3 separate regions of the Cricetulus griseus genome follow, and all the other regions are linked to region 1. Evidence: chromatin contacts called from public Hi-C data. All regions are on one chromosome and are shown on one strand. The core of a region is the stretch at or near the end of the contact, and the rest is flanking DNA. Distances in the headings are between cores, read along the strand shown. Region 1 has its middle 5.9 kb from the start of Nfil3. Region 2 has its middle 110 kb from the start of Syk. Region 3 has its middle 62 kb from the start of Syk.

Region 1 (2,700 bases), core at 145-2,644:
TGTGTGTGTGTGTGTGGTGTATGTGTGTGGTGTGTGTGTGTGTGTGTGTGTGTGTGTGTGTGTGTGTGTGTGTGTGTGTGTGTGTGTGTGTGTGTGTGTGTGTGTGTGTGTGTGTGTGTGTGTGTGTGTGTGTGTGTGTGTGTGTGTGTGTGTGTGTGTGTGTGTTGTGTGTGTGTGTGTGTGTGTGTGTGTGTGTGTGTGTGTGTGTGTGTGTGTGTGTGTGTGTGTGTGTGTGTGTGTGTGTGTGTGTGTGTGTGTGTGTGTGTGTGTGTGTGTGTGTAGACTAGCTAGACACTGCCAGGTCCTCCTTCAATTCCACTGAACAAGTGAGTGTCTATGACTACAAGACAGCATCCCAGAAATAACAGGGGTGTCAGGTCACTGATTATTCCATTTATTGAACACCTTCTAAGTTTCAGGAATTCCTAATCCCTGCTACAGCCAAAGACCTCATTCTTCCTTTCCTTTGACACACTCTGGGCAAGCCAGGCTCATCGATTTGTGGGAGAATGGGGAGTGATGGTGGATTGAAATCAAACCCAGATGACGCTCACAGTGTGATAACAGTCACTCGAAAGCACAGGCTATGTTCCAGCTGTCAGAGGAAAGACAGCTTTTAGCCCATGGCAGGGAACAGAGCACTTCTTGAAGGGGAAGAGTTTGTCTGAAGTTTTAGAAGTGGGTGCAAGATCATGAATGGGACACACATCACCAGTCCTAGGGGCGAGTGCCTTCACTCGCTGAACCATTTCAGTGGTCCCCAATTGAGCTTTTTAATGACCAATGTCACATGTACAGTAAGAGTCAGTTTAGTGGCTCTGAGGTTGGGGCTCAGTGGCTGAGTGCTTGCCTAGAACTCATAAGGCCCTGGGCTCCAGCTCCAGCTCCAGAGAATAAATAAAAGAAATACTGTAGGGACTTGGCCGGGACTCTGAGTGACACGAAATCCTGAAGTTTCCTCATCTGAAAAGCAGCAGAGTAGAGCTGCACACACAGAGTCTGTGCTTCAGCTCTGTCTGTAGAAGAGCAATGGTAAGAAGCGGCCCAGGCAGCCACAGCAAGCTCACACCCTCATCAGGACATCCCGTGTAATGAGGACTCCCACCCTTGCCACTCCGCAGACAGGCAATGGGTGTGTCGAGGAAGCAGGCTCAGCTCTGGGAGTTGTGCATTGCTAGTGTGAAGCCCGCATCCTTCCCAGGGAAGCCCTGCTAGGAAGCATCTTAGCTGGAGTCAGACAGGTGTGCCCCGGGGTCCAGCAGTGCTGTATCTCAAAATGCAGTGTCCCCACTGGCTTTGCAAGTTTAGTCTCCAGCTAGTGGCAGTGTTGTGGAACCTTTAGGTAAGGAGCCTCGCTGGAGGAAGTGGGTTGCTGTGGGTGGGTCTGAGGTTTGATAGCTCCGGCCAACTTCCTTTTCACTCTCTCTGCTTCCTGACTACAGAGCAGTAATGACCAGGGCCTCAGACTTCTGCCACCATACCTTCCCGCTGTGGTGAACTCGTATTCTCTAAAACTAAGTCAAAAGAAATGTTTCTTCCTTTACATTGCTTATTGCCAGGCATTTTATCATGATAACAAGTAAAGTAATGAATTCAAGTAAGTTGGCCAAAGCTGAGACCACATGAACCTCCCCATGGTTACTAAATAAGAAAATGGCCCACAGACAGATCTTATGAAGGCATTTTCTCAATTGAGGTTCCCTCCTTTTGGACGACTCTAGCTTGTGTCAAGTTGACATAAAACTAGCCAGGACACTTGGGTTGTGTCAAGTTGCAGCACAACTCTCCTGGAACCCCTTAGGTTCAGGAATCCCAGGCCTTACTACCTGCCCTCCGAGCAGCCATCTTGGAGCCTTAATGTCTCCAATCACCGCCAGCAAGTCTGACTCTGGGGCTTTCATCTGGGCTTTCCATAAAATCTGCAGCAAGCTGGATTTTATAGACCCAGAGCAGATAGGACACTTCCTGTCCCCAGGAACTTATGCCAGGACTAGGTGTCATTTTCCTCAGGAACCACAGAGCATCACCAGACGAATTGTGAGCAACAGAGGCAGAACACCTCAGCGTCTTGGGGAGGTCTGGTCAGCAAGGTACCAAATTCCCTGGTCCTAGTGTTTTCCTTCCTCTGTGCCTCCCCTCCCCCCTTCCCATCCTTCTTGCAGTTCTGGGACCAGCCCTCCCTGAAGTCCTTTATGATTCCAGCTCCCATTTCTGGGAAACCTAGGCCCAACCAAGTTCTTTCTCTTCCTGAAAACAGATATCAAACTCAGCTCCATTGTTGCAAATTCGTTTTCTGATAAGGAACCCTTCACTAAAAGCAGCAGACAGAGCGAGGCCCTTCAGTCTCGCAGGGAGACACTGTCAGTGTTGGGGACTCCTTCCTGACTTACCTTCTTGTCAGGGCTGAACTCTGCTGTCACAAGGCTTATAGTGTTGTGGGCCCAGCACAGGGGAGGCAGACACAAGAGGAACATGGAACTCACTGGCCAGTCACTCTAGCTGGTCAGTGAGCTCCACGTTCCAGGATTGTCTCCAAAACCAGCTGAGGAAGATGCCGGTGTTGACTTCTGGCCTCCACATGAGCACGCCAGGTGCAGGCACCCACACTTGTACACTCATGTGCACAGGCACGCACCCCTCCCCCCCACACACACTGAAAAGACTAGTGCTTCCTAAAGCACAGAGGAGAGGGTGTTGGGG
Region 2 (2,700 bases), core at 58-2,557, 300 kb before region 1:
AATCAGGAGTCAGCTCAGAAAGCCAAAATACTTTCAGTGACTTGACTGGGGAAAAAAGGCTTAGTATTTAGAATTAAGTGTTTTAAAAGCCATTGAAGGAACAAGCTTTAGGCTGTGATTCTTGGAATGGTTTTCGGAACAATAAGGATTATGGGCTCTGAGGTCACTCTTGGAGCCGGGCCAAGCTGAATTCTACTAATACCCCAACACATGGAACATTGACTCCACTTGACACTCAGAAATCAGAGGAGGGACCTGGAAAAGTTGCTGAAGAAGGCATGGTCCTCCTGACCTAACAATGCAAGAGAAGACACAAGAAGAGGCCAGGCCTCCATCCCTGCCTGTCAGCAAAGACAATCTGTGAAGGACCACAGGGTGACATAATTTTGTCTTTCTGGATCCCACAGTCTCTGTGACAACTGCTAAACTCCATCACTGCAGAACCTATATTGTGTGGCTACTTCCCTCCAATCGAAATATTCTGTGTTAGAGTTGAGGGAAGCCCACTAGGACTAAGAACATAAAGCGTGTGTGTTTCAGGAAGTTTCAGAAACTTAGGACAATCACATGGCCACGGCCAAGGTTGTATTAACGTAACAGTAGCTGCTCTCCAACTGGCCAAGCTGCCTGAAGCTCATGCAGGGCTCGTCATCCATGCTGGGGAGGGCTTTTCAATGATGCAGGTGTCTTTGAGTCACCCATGTCCCTGAGGTAACCCCTCAGACATACCCCTACAGCAGGTAACTCCCGGAGTTCTTGGTTCACTAAGCTGCACATATTGCTCTACCATATCAGTTTGTTCTCATGTCCAGGAAAAGTCACAAGCAGCATCAAGGCACCACAGAGATCGTGTGCTCAACAAAAACCATGGGAGATGTTGCTGTGGAGCAGGTTCCTGCACATTCAAACTCAGTGGGAGCCACAGCTGCCCACATCCACGGCACTGAGCCTAAACTGAGTTGTTTATCTGACCTCTGGAAAATCAAAACTGCTAAGAGCCAAATTACACACACACACACACACACACACACACACACACACACACACACACATACAGAGGGGGGCGGGTAATTTGACCCTCTGTTCTAATCCTTACAGAAAGTAACCTGAGGTAAACTAGTATTAGGCCAGCAGCATGAGCCTATCGTCCACCTTACAAGGAAAAAAATGAACAATCCACCTTGTGTTCTGCTTCTGTGTCCTTCGGCCCCTTTCCAGTTATAAAAGCAGCCTCCTCAGCTCTGCCTATTGGCAAACTCAGTCTATTTCATGCCGTGAAGTGTTGCCAAATTCTGCAATGGAAAACTAAATTAATTAAGGTCTGTAAATAAGTCATCATAATTCTGTCGTTTAGTAGAACTAAACAAGGGCTCCTATTTGTAGATGCAAACAGACACCCAGTCCTGGTCCCTCGAGCTGTCAGGCAGCCCTTGAACATAACAGCAGCTGACCCTCCCCCAGAATCCTAGCTGTAAAGAGTCTAGGACATCCAATTCAGGAGTTTCCCATCCAGTACTGGAGACTGTTAAAGGAGCCTGTTCTTGCCCATGGCAATGTGTGCTTCTGTTGTTTTGTGTTCACCTGAGCACAGAAAACCTATCAGGCAAAATGAAAGGTGTGTGGCAGGGGTTTGCTCCAGCTCAAAGGCCACCCCTAGAAGACTAGCTATGGTTACAAAGATGATTTGTAGCTGGACTGTCATTCCCTAATGATCATCTTGTGGCCAGTTCCCTAGGAAGTCACCAAGAGTGAGCATTTCAGCTCAACTACGTATTCGGGAGCCAGGAAGGTAAGCACAGAAGGTCTTCTGACACCAAAGGGCCTATTATGAAATGAACCAGGTCAAAAGTCCACTCATCAGGGCTGGAGGGATGGCTCAGAGGTAAAAGCACTCACTACTCTTCCCGACGACCCAGATTCCAGTCCCAGCACCCACACCATGGCTCGAAACTGTCTAACTAGAGTTATGAGGGATCTGACATTCTCTCTGGCTTCCACAAACATGGCATGCATGTCATGCGGAAATACATTCAGGAGCACCACCTACACATACAAATTTAAGCCAATTTATCCCCAGCCCTCCCAACCCAGAGTTGAGCCCCCAGTCCAAAGTGGGTTCAGACCAGCCCCCAGTCTATCCTGGGTGACATCAGGACTTCTCCTGTCCCTCACACACAGCCATCTGGTCAAAGGCTTTGGTCATTTTTTGAAGGTAGAAGAAAGATACATGCAAGGTTCTTCTTGCAGGTTCTCAAGGCCCGAGCCTGAGGTGATTGCACGACTTCTTCACTCAAGAACTTTCCACAGTGGCCACTCACGTACAACTTCGGGGGACCGACTCAGCGGTGGCACTTGCATAGCTCAGATGGGCTGTCTGTCAGTTCCCACCATGACCCAACCCAGAGACCAGGAGACCTAGCAGGGTAGATTAAACACGGGGTGCTAACTGGGAACACTTAGTACCTAAAGATGTGCCAGCTAAATTTAGGATAAGTCTGGAGGCGATGCGGTTGCCTCTGGAGGTGGCAGAAAGCCCACCAAGACAGCGGCCCAAGCTCTTGGTTTTCTCTGAGTAGTTGCTGCTGACTTGGGTGAAATACTCTGGGGACATCGAGCCTATACTGAGGACACAGGGATTCTGTCTCCTCCTGCAGAGACATCCACAGCTCCTCAACCTGGCTAATGGAACTTTCCACTATA
Region 3 (2,700 bases), core at 152-2,651, 350 kb before region 1:
CATCTGTCCCTCTGGCCACAGCCAGTCTCCAGGGTGCCCACGTGGGTGAGGCACCTTAGCTGCCAGCTCTGAGTGTGCCCTTGGCACATCTTACTGTGGTCCCCTCAGAAGGCACACAGCAGCAGGGAGTCAAGTCCAGTACTCAGTCCTCAGCTCCTTGCCTTGTACCAGGGCTTCTGGGGCCCATGGTGTGACTCTCAGCCCCGGAACATGCTGTCCCTGCCACCCCAACAGACATCAGGCCAGCCCGCACCCCCGCACGTGTCATGTGGCGGACATGAAGGATGGGTAACACAGATAAGGACCTCCTGAAGCAATGAAGGTGTTTTCTGAAGCAATGTCCCGATGGCAGCCATTCCCTCCTCTGGTTCATTTCTTTTAGCATGAGCCGAGTTAAAAAAGCAAGCATTGCCAGGAGATGGGAGGAGATGGGAGGAAGAAGAGGAAGATGAGAACAGCACCAAGCCCCTAACACAAAGATGGGCATGCCTGGCCAGTGGGCCACTCTCCATTCTGGACAGGACCTCCCTCCACCTGCCCTTAGGAATTTCCAACTCTGAATGTGATGCTACTCTTCAGGTTTCCAGTAGGTGGCAGCAGACCCTCAGACAAGCGTGCCACCTGGTCTACAGGCAGGAAATGGAGAGACTTCCTCCCTAACAAAGTACCTGTTTAATAAGAGTAAGCACTGCCAAGTGGATACACAGCAGGAAATCACGTTCCAGCCGGTGCAGAAATAATATACCAAGTTATATTCGAGGAAGCAATTTCTAATCTTGGACATCAAAGTACTGCTGAGAAGGGATTTAAACAGATCTGTTTATTTACTTTAAAAAAGTCTACTTGGACATGTGGTGGCAGGTAGATGAGTAGGTAGAGAGCTTGCCTAATGGATATGAATCCCTAGGTTTGCTCCCAGTTCTGAGTAAAAGCAGGTGCATGCCTGTTCTCCCAGCCCTCGAGAGGCAGAGGCAGAAAAGTCAGGTGTTCAAGGTTGCACTCAGCTACGTCGTGATATCCAGGCCTGACAGGGCAACATGAAACCCTGTCTCAAAGAAAAGAGGGGGTGGTCCACTTGGCACAATTTTATTTCTGCTAGGTTAACATCAAAATGGAGTAATCTTGGGGGTTTGATAAACATTGGCGGGGTGCAGACTATTCTGGAAGGGATCCCACATCCCAGCTTCCTGGTCTCTGCTCCAGAGTCTCTCTTAATTACTAGAACATCAGGACATGTCACTCCTACCCAGAGGTCTCACAGACAACAAGAATACTTAGGCTTGCTGATGCTCCTGGGATTTTGACCAAGAGAAAGTATTTGAAAAACAAAGCAGTGAGCTTGTGTGTCACTGAGTGAGTGACTCATGGATCTTTACAGCCCAGAAGATTCAGGCTTACAGCAGGGAGGAGCCAGGGAGGTGACAAGCACAGCCTGTGCTTTCTGGGTGAGGAAATGGTACCCAGGAAGTCTGAGATGCTCTCAGATTGGCATAGAGTGAGACCCTGGCTCTGAGCTCTGCCCCATTTCTACCTAGTGCCCCAGCATCTTTTCACGCTCAGGCATGCCAGCTGTGTTTCAAAAACCACAGTAGAGGAACAGCTTATGTCTCTCCTTGATTTTGAGACATGAGTCAAAAGCAAAGATGAGTGATCCTCCTGACACAATGAAGAAAATATCTGAGAAATGCCAGGAAGATCAGCATATCTTAGGTGCTGCAGAGATGTGTTTGTCTACACAGACTGTCCTTTAGCTACCTGGGACTAGGGCTAATGACAGTGCCAGGAGCCTGAGCACAGCACTAGGCAGCCAAGCTCACTCTTCAGTGTTTCACATAATCGCTAGAATCCTCCCAAGGACTCAGTTAGATGTTCAGAATGAGTGTCTCTCTCGTCGCTGGTTTTAGTCACTCATACCACTGTGACCATAATATCTGGCGTAGCAGCCTAAAGGATGGAAGATTTGTTTTTAGTTGATGGTTTCAGGGCTTTGGCTTTTTGTGGAGGGGGAAGGCAGGGCTGAGAAGCTCAGTTACAGGCAGGGGACCATACAGAGGAGCTGGTTCACATCGAGGTGAGCCACAAGATGAAGAAAGCACTCAACCAGGAGGCTGGCATAACCTTCCAAGGCCAACCCTCATAACGTTTCCTCCACCTAGACCTCGTCTCCTAAAGGCTCTATGGCTTCTCTAAACACCACCAGCAGCTAGGACCAATGTTCAAATGTCTGTGGGAGACATCAAAGATTAAAACCCTGGCACTAGAGATCACAGACCTGAGATCAAAGGGTGGACATGGGCTGATGTCACTGGTGTCCCTAGTGGCCCCTTGGCAAGTTTTCTTCCTGCTCCGATGACTGGATTCTCCGATGACTGGATGATTGGCCTTGAAGTGTTTGTGATGGAGGGAGGGATGTGATTCTGGCTTAGGGCACCCACATGGCTGCATTCAAGTGGACGTGAAGTCATTACCTCATCCCTTTGGGCTCCTTTATAATTCTGAGTTAACAAGCTAAAAGGTGACTACAGTGTCTGCCAGGGGATTGGTTCACTCTCCCAAGAGAAAACGGAGGAGGTTATCACAAGACAGGTGTCAAGGAGTCTGCTTGGGGTGCAGGAGACCCCTAGCACATCCCATCATCTCTGTACCCTGAGAGCAAAGTCAAGGACCCTGGTGTTGCATTGTAACAAAAATGTCTCTTGC

The links. Hi-C and Micro-C count contacts between places; a contact is called where the count stands out from the background.
Region 2: a Hi-C map of liver shows a contact between it and region 1, with 4 times the contacts expected there. The contact joins two enhancer-like sites. A contact is called at or near these places in 3 of 8 Hi-C or Micro-C datasets (the CHL-YN cell line, the CHO-K1 cell line and liver).
Region 3: a Hi-C map of the CHL-YN cell line shows a contact between it and region 1, with 4 times the contacts expected there. The contact joins two enhancer-like sites. A contact is called at or near these places in 7 of 8 Hi-C or Micro-C datasets (the CHK-Q cell line, the CHL-YN cell line, the CHO-K1 cell line and 3 more).

What each region holds. Positions count from the first base shown.
Region 1 is chr3:271,942,352-271,945,051 of CriGri-PICRH-1.0, forward strand. No RefSeq gene overlaps it. Among named protein-coding and RNA genes, the nearest start is that of Nfil3, 5.9 kb to the left of the region's middle. Within about 2 kb of position 1,395, at least 1 of the 6 cell types and tissues checked has open chromatin away from gene starts, as enhancers often do.
Region 2 is chr3:271,642,429-271,645,128 of CriGri-PICRH-1.0, forward strand. No RefSeq gene overlaps it. Among named protein-coding and RNA genes, the nearest start is that of Syk, 110 kb to the left of the region's middle. Within about 2 kb of position 1,308, at least 1 of the 6 cell types and tissues checked has open chromatin away from gene starts, as enhancers often do.
Region 3 is chr3:271,595,695-271,598,394 of CriGri-PICRH-1.0, forward strand. No RefSeq gene overlaps it. Among named protein-coding and RNA genes, the nearest start is that of Syk, 62 kb to the left of the region's middle. Within about 2 kb of position 1,402, at least 1 of the 6 cell types and tissues checked has open chromatin away from gene starts, as enhancers often do.